Regions from separate parts of the Mus musculus genome. Here region 2 is linked to region 1. Evidence: chromatin contacts called from public promoter capture Hi-C data. All regions are on one chromosome and are shown on one strand. Each heading gives the region's core, a stretch centred on a gene start, on an enhancer-like site or on the middle of the called end of the contact. The rest is flanking DNA. Distances are from core to core; before and after follow the strand shown. Region 1 holds the start of Psma2 (proteasome subunit alpha 2). Region 2 holds the start of Vps41 (VPS41 HOPS complex subunit).

The links. Promoter capture Hi-C pulls out the DNA fragments that hold promoters and counts their contacts.
Region 2: a contact with region 1 is called in a promoter capture Hi-C map of pre-B cells, with 5 times the contacts expected there. The contact joins the promoter of Vps41 here to the promoter of Psma2 in region 1. A contact is called at or near these places in 2 of 39 promoter capture datasets (liver and pre-B cells) and 1 of 484 Hi-C or Micro-C datasets (CD4 T cells).

What each region holds. Positions count from the first base shown.
Region 1 is chr13:14,611,824-14,614,694 of GRCm38.p6, reverse strand. It overlaps Psma2 (proteasome subunit alpha 2), which reads right to left and starts at 1,453. Exons shown (of 8, transcript NM_008944.2): 1 at 1,380-1,453. The coding sequence starts at 1,420. It overlaps Mrpl32 (mitochondrial ribosomal protein L32), which reads left to right and starts at 1,658. Exons shown (of 3, transcript NM_029271.2): 1 at 1,658-1,803. The coding sequence starts at 1,677.
Region 2 is chr13:18,715,841-18,718,660 of GRCm38.p6, reverse strand. Vps41 (VPS41 HOPS complex subunit) reads right to left here and starts at 1,369. Exons shown (of 29, transcript NM_172120.4): 1 at 1,325-1,369. The coding sequence starts at 1,345.

The DNA.
Region 1 (2,871 bases), core at 204-2,703:
AAACTCAAGAAAAATGAAGACTGAAGTGTGGACACTATGCCCCTCCTTAGAAGTGGGAACAAAACACCCTTGGAAGGAGTTACAGAGAGAAAGTTTGGAGCTGAGATGAAAGGATGGACCATGTAGAGACTGCCTTATCCAGGGATCCACCCCATAATCAGCATCCAAACGCTGACACCATTGCATACACTAGCAAGATTTTATCGAAAGGACCCAGATGTAGCTGTCTCTTGTGAGACTATGCCAGGGCCTAGCAAACACAGAAGTGGATGCTCACAGTCAGCTAATGGATGGATCACAGGGCTCCCAATGGAGGAGCTAGAGAAAGTAGCCAAGGAGCTAAAGGGATCTGCAACCCTATAGGTGGAACAACATTATGAACTAACCAGTACCCCGGAGCTCTTGACTCTAGCTGCATATGTATCAAAAGATGGCCTAGTCGGCCATCACTGGAAAGAGAGGCCCATTGGACACACAAACTTTATATGCCCCAGAACAGGGGAACGCCAGGGCCAAGGAGGGGGAGTGGGCGGGTAGGGGAGTGGGGGTGGGTGGGTATGGGGGACTTTTGGTATAGCATTGGAAGTGTGAATGAGCTAAATACCTAATAAAAAAATGGAAAGAAAAAAAAAAAAAAAGAAAGAAAATGGTCAAAACACAGTCCTTTGTCTAAGTTCATCCATGATGGTTTTTTCTTAAACAGGGAACAATAGTTCCCCTTAACTGCACTTTGAGAAAATATATATAACTCTTTAATTCTTTCTCCCAAAACATAAGGGTCTAAAATCGTTTTAAAGCAATTTGTTAGTGGATCAAGCAAAATACAGAGGTTATCAGTTTGCATGTGCCACAAAAACTTGACAGGAAATCAGCGCCTTCATTTTATACTTCTTAAGCTTCTACAGGAGCACAGGCGAAACCGAAAGCAGTGTGAGCTTCAAAGCACATCGCTGCTAAACAGAGACTAAAACTAAGATTTAACAGCAAATAAGGATCTCCCAAAAGAAAAAGGACGTCTCACACGTCCCATAAGGAGTCTGGGTTTACAAAGCTCTCGCTCAGGCCTAGCCGGGCCAGTAAAGAAATCCTGGACCTGAAGAGAGCAGCTGAAAACAGACTATCTCAAAGCACCCTTCTCCTAGTCTAGAAGGAGAGCCAGTGCTTAGTGCTTGGCTTGGGGCCTCCCGTCCCTCGGCCCGCAACACGGCCGGCCTCAGCCAGGGCCCAGGCCTGGCACGGAACATGACTCTGCAAAGCTACGAGTCCAGCTCCGTCACCGTGCACTCCTACGCAAACACCAGCCAGGTCCGACACACGGGACCATGTCTGGGGCGCTCCTGTGATCTGCGACGCATGGAACCTGCGGGTCCCCCGAATACCTGAATGTAGTCAGCGAGAAGCTGTAACCGCGCTCTGCCATCTTTACCCGGAAAGTCGGAACACAGCCACGCACATGCGCAGTAAGTATGCTTCCTTTAATTTTTTTTTTCTTCTTTGCTCTGATTGGAGGAGAGTCACCTAGGGGTAGCTGGGAGTTGGAGTTTTTGGATCACAGCGGTCTTTGACCCTTGCGCATGCGCAAGAGGGGCCTGCGCATGCTCTGAGCGAGGAGGCGGGGAAGTGGGCGGACTTAACGCATGCGCTCAGCCCGCGTCCCGCTCTGTCTTGAGAAGATCATGGCTCCTTCGTTGCTGCTGCTTTCACTACCATGGCCGGTGCGTCCCGGACCGCTCCAGAGGTGCTGGGAGCTGCTACAACGGCAACTGCAGCAGAGCTGGAGTCGCTTTGTCAGTCCTCCGTGGGGTCCGTAAGGAGAGAGTTCGTGGAAAGAGGGTTGGTGAGGGCTTCCGGGTTGTAGCGTGGTTTTTGGTTGGTTGATTGGTTCGTTATTTTATTTGTTTGTTTGTTTATTGGTTATTTATTTATTTATTTATTTATTTATTTATTTATTTATTTATTTATTGAAACTGTCACCGTAGCCAGGGTGGTCTAGAACTCACTGTATAGCCCAGGCTAGCTTCGTATTTATTTATTTATTTATTTATTTATTGAAACTGTCACCGTAGCCAGGGTGGTCTAGAACTCACTGTGTAGCCCAGGCTAGCTTCGAGCTCCTGGTATCTTGGGCGTTAAATTTGAGATTGCTGTATTATTTACAGTGTATCGCAAAAGTGATAATGCCCAGTCTGAACAGAGATATATTTTATTATATCTCAAGCGCAGCATAATAAATAATTGTCTCCATGTTCTACCTGAGATAATCATTTCAGTCCATTCGTTGTCTAATAGGCCTGTGCTTGGACAGTTTATGTAGTGGTAAGAAGTCCTAAGAATTGAACGAACGTTCGCAAGTCTGAAGAACATAAGAAAGGGTAAAGAAGTGATCTAAGCAATTTAGAAAAACAAAGGTGAAACACTTGATAATCTCATAAATAATAAATCTTTTCTTAGAACACAGGTTAAGATTAAATATTAAGGAAAAATTTAATGGCTTTAGGAACCTACCAGGTTTAAAGAAAAAGGACCTAACTGGATCAGGATAGTGTGGTACAGATGACCATTGTAGTCATCTCAGTGATGTGAGTGAATGTAGGGAGTCTCGGGATTAGATTACTTGTACACTACTTATTACTGAACTGCAGTGTCCCGGATTATATACGGAGGAAATGCTTAGTAGAGTAGCCTGGCTGCTTTGGTAGCTTGCAATAAGAAAGCATTCCAGTTGAAGTATTTTAAATTGCCTTTTATATGAGCTTTAGTATATTTTAATAGCTGGGGATTATTACTAATGTTTGTTGTGTTTAACATTCAAAACTATTTATGTCAGGCCAGCCATATGGCTCAGTAGTAAAGGACCTTGTTGCTAAGTCT
Region 2 (2,820 bases), core at 120-2,619, 4.1 Mb before region 1:
GTGGGTACAGGCCTGGACTGGTTACAGAATAGCAAGAAAGGCAGCATGAGACAGAGTGGCTTACAGAGTCACAGAACCGAGGAAGGGGTGGATACTCAAGGCCCTTTAGGGTGATTACAATATGGGCACTGTTTTACCACAGTTTGGGACAAGAGGATTTAGGACATGGAGGCTGTATATGACTTCCATATCAGAATAAATATTTACCTCACAGAATTCTTTTAGAAGGACCAAATGCCATGTGTGAGGATCTTTTTAAGCTCGAAAGCACTGCACAACTGTGAATCAGGTTATCTGCCTGATTTTCTACATTTTAACATCAGACAGCCTTGGCAAATTCCTCTTCTGCATGAGTGGGAATACAAGGGCTACTCCATATTTCTATCACACTGGGTCTAATCTAAAAACTTAACTTGGATGTTTGTTTTACTACAAAACCACAACTGTATTTCAACGTGAAATGAAAATGCTCAATGTGAAAAGCCACCTTGCAGTAGTCAAACTAAGCAAGGTCTGCTGGGAAGGAAAACTCTTTTGCCTCGGACCTGCACTGCAAAAGACAGTTTGCACAAATGATAGTAAAGAGGCTCTTGTTAACGTAATGACAAAACCCAAATTTTTCCTTGTCAAATTCCGTAACTTTTGGCACACTCAAAATAAAGCACAGATGTGAACAGTAAAAAGTCCACTAGTAAATGTCTCTTAGGACAGTAAACAGAGCATCACCATGCATGTCTTAAGGAACATCACAGAAACTGGCAAGCAGGGCATTTAATATATGAGGGGGAAATATGGTAGATGATACATACATATATATGCTTCTATGTGTGTGTGTGTATACATATATGTATATGCATATACACACATACACATATATACATATACTTAAGGAATCTCTTCCGAGTTTTAGCCTGAGTCTTCTATTTTGTTAGTTTCATTTAATTTTGTCCTTCGCCCTATATCAGAACGTCTGTATGAAAAAAAGGCAATAATTTGTACTCAGCACCTCAATGCCACTTCTCAGCTATAGCTGGACGTTTCCATCTACGTCTTGCCAGCAACGGGAATAATCCTTAAAGCCTTGCATAGCAGTCTACTCTTAACTTGCCTTTTTCAAAAAATCCCATTTAACATAAACCAGAAGGGCTGAGCCCAGGCAAGGCCGGCTCGGACAGAGCGGGTGTGCAAGGCGCTATCCGCGCGGAGAAGGGCCACCCCAACTCGCCCGGTCAGAGCTGCCACGTTCCTGGCACTCCGCGTCCCAGAACCCCTCGCTCGGGTCTCCAGCTCCCGGCTGCCCCGAACTAGTTCTGCCAGCGTTTACCTGCTCCTCTGCTTCCGCCATAGCGCAGCCTGAGAGTCATGTGACATACCCGGAAATAGGAGAAAACAGCCCCTGGGCCACAGCCTACTGGGAAATGTAGTTTTTCCCGCACACTAATCTGGTTCCTTAGCCAGCTCTCATTTTTGCTCAACAGAGACACCACTATATCTATAATTAATGCTAAATTGTTATTTTGTTGTTGGTCTACGTTCTGTTGTTATTGTAGCATTAAGTTCTTTCTATTTCAGGCTCCCGTTTACAGTAAAATTATGAATTATCTCATTTTCTATTTCAGGCTCCCGTTTACAGTAAAATTATGAATTATCTCATTTAGTCCTCCCTGTGATCCCTCCTGTTACCGCCATTAACAGGGGAAAGGATAGTAACTCGGAGATTTCACTAAACTTACCTAAAAAGCCTAGGTTTAGAACCTATCCCTCTCCGAAGTCTAAGACTACTATATCAAATGTTCTTTAGTCTGATATGTTGTTGTGCCTGCCCACTCACTTTTTAAAGTGATAGTGACTATTTATATAAAAAAAAAAAAGTCTACAGTGGAAAGTGAGAAAATAATGTGTATTCCTGCAAAGATTTAGTATCTTGGTACATTAAATTGACATCTTTCATTTTAATTTAAAATTGAATTGTATAGATATTTTGTCTGCATGTATGTCTGTGCACACTTAGGAACCTCGTGTCCTCAGATGTCAGAAAAGCATATCAGATTCCCTGGAATTACAGATACATATATTTGAGAGCTGCCATATAGCTGTTGTGAATCAAATCTGGTCCCCCGTTAGAGAAAAAATAGCAACTGACATATGAATATAGAAAATTATAAATCTCTATTGTTTAATTGCTTCGTAACTCACATTGACTATCTTCAAGATACAATGTCAGATAATAATTTGTAAATGTAATATGAAAAACATCATTTAGAAAACTTGAGCTATCCTATGTTTCAGGACAAAGTAAACTATCTTTCCTATTCTGTGGGAATTCACTCATCTTATCCACTGATAGCCATTGTCTGTTTATTGTCTTAAGCAGCTGGCAACTCACAGAGGGCAGCACAGTTGGCAGACTGTGGCAGATGCCTCAGTGCCCTTTCGTTCCCTGTAATTCCCACTGACAGTAGCCTAGTAGGAAGTCATATTCTTAGTACTCAGCATTTCCCTTAGTCTCTAGATGTTGCTTTCTCAACTCATGGTCTTCAATGACCTGGAAGCCATGACGATGTCATCTTTCAGACTCTTGTCTTCTCCCAAGAGCCTTAATAAACCTCCAGCTCTTCCTGAGGCCCCTCTTCCAGTCTGCGCACCAAGCAGCTAATTTGGACACCCACAACCAAGGGTCCAAGGTCATGTCTGATCGAACAGAATTTTATATATGTTATTAAGCCACTCAGGCCCAAACAGCACTCATGGTGGACTTCAAGCTACTGAAAGACCTTGTTGTGAGAATTTTTTTTTAACTGGCAGGTGCCTAGACAATCT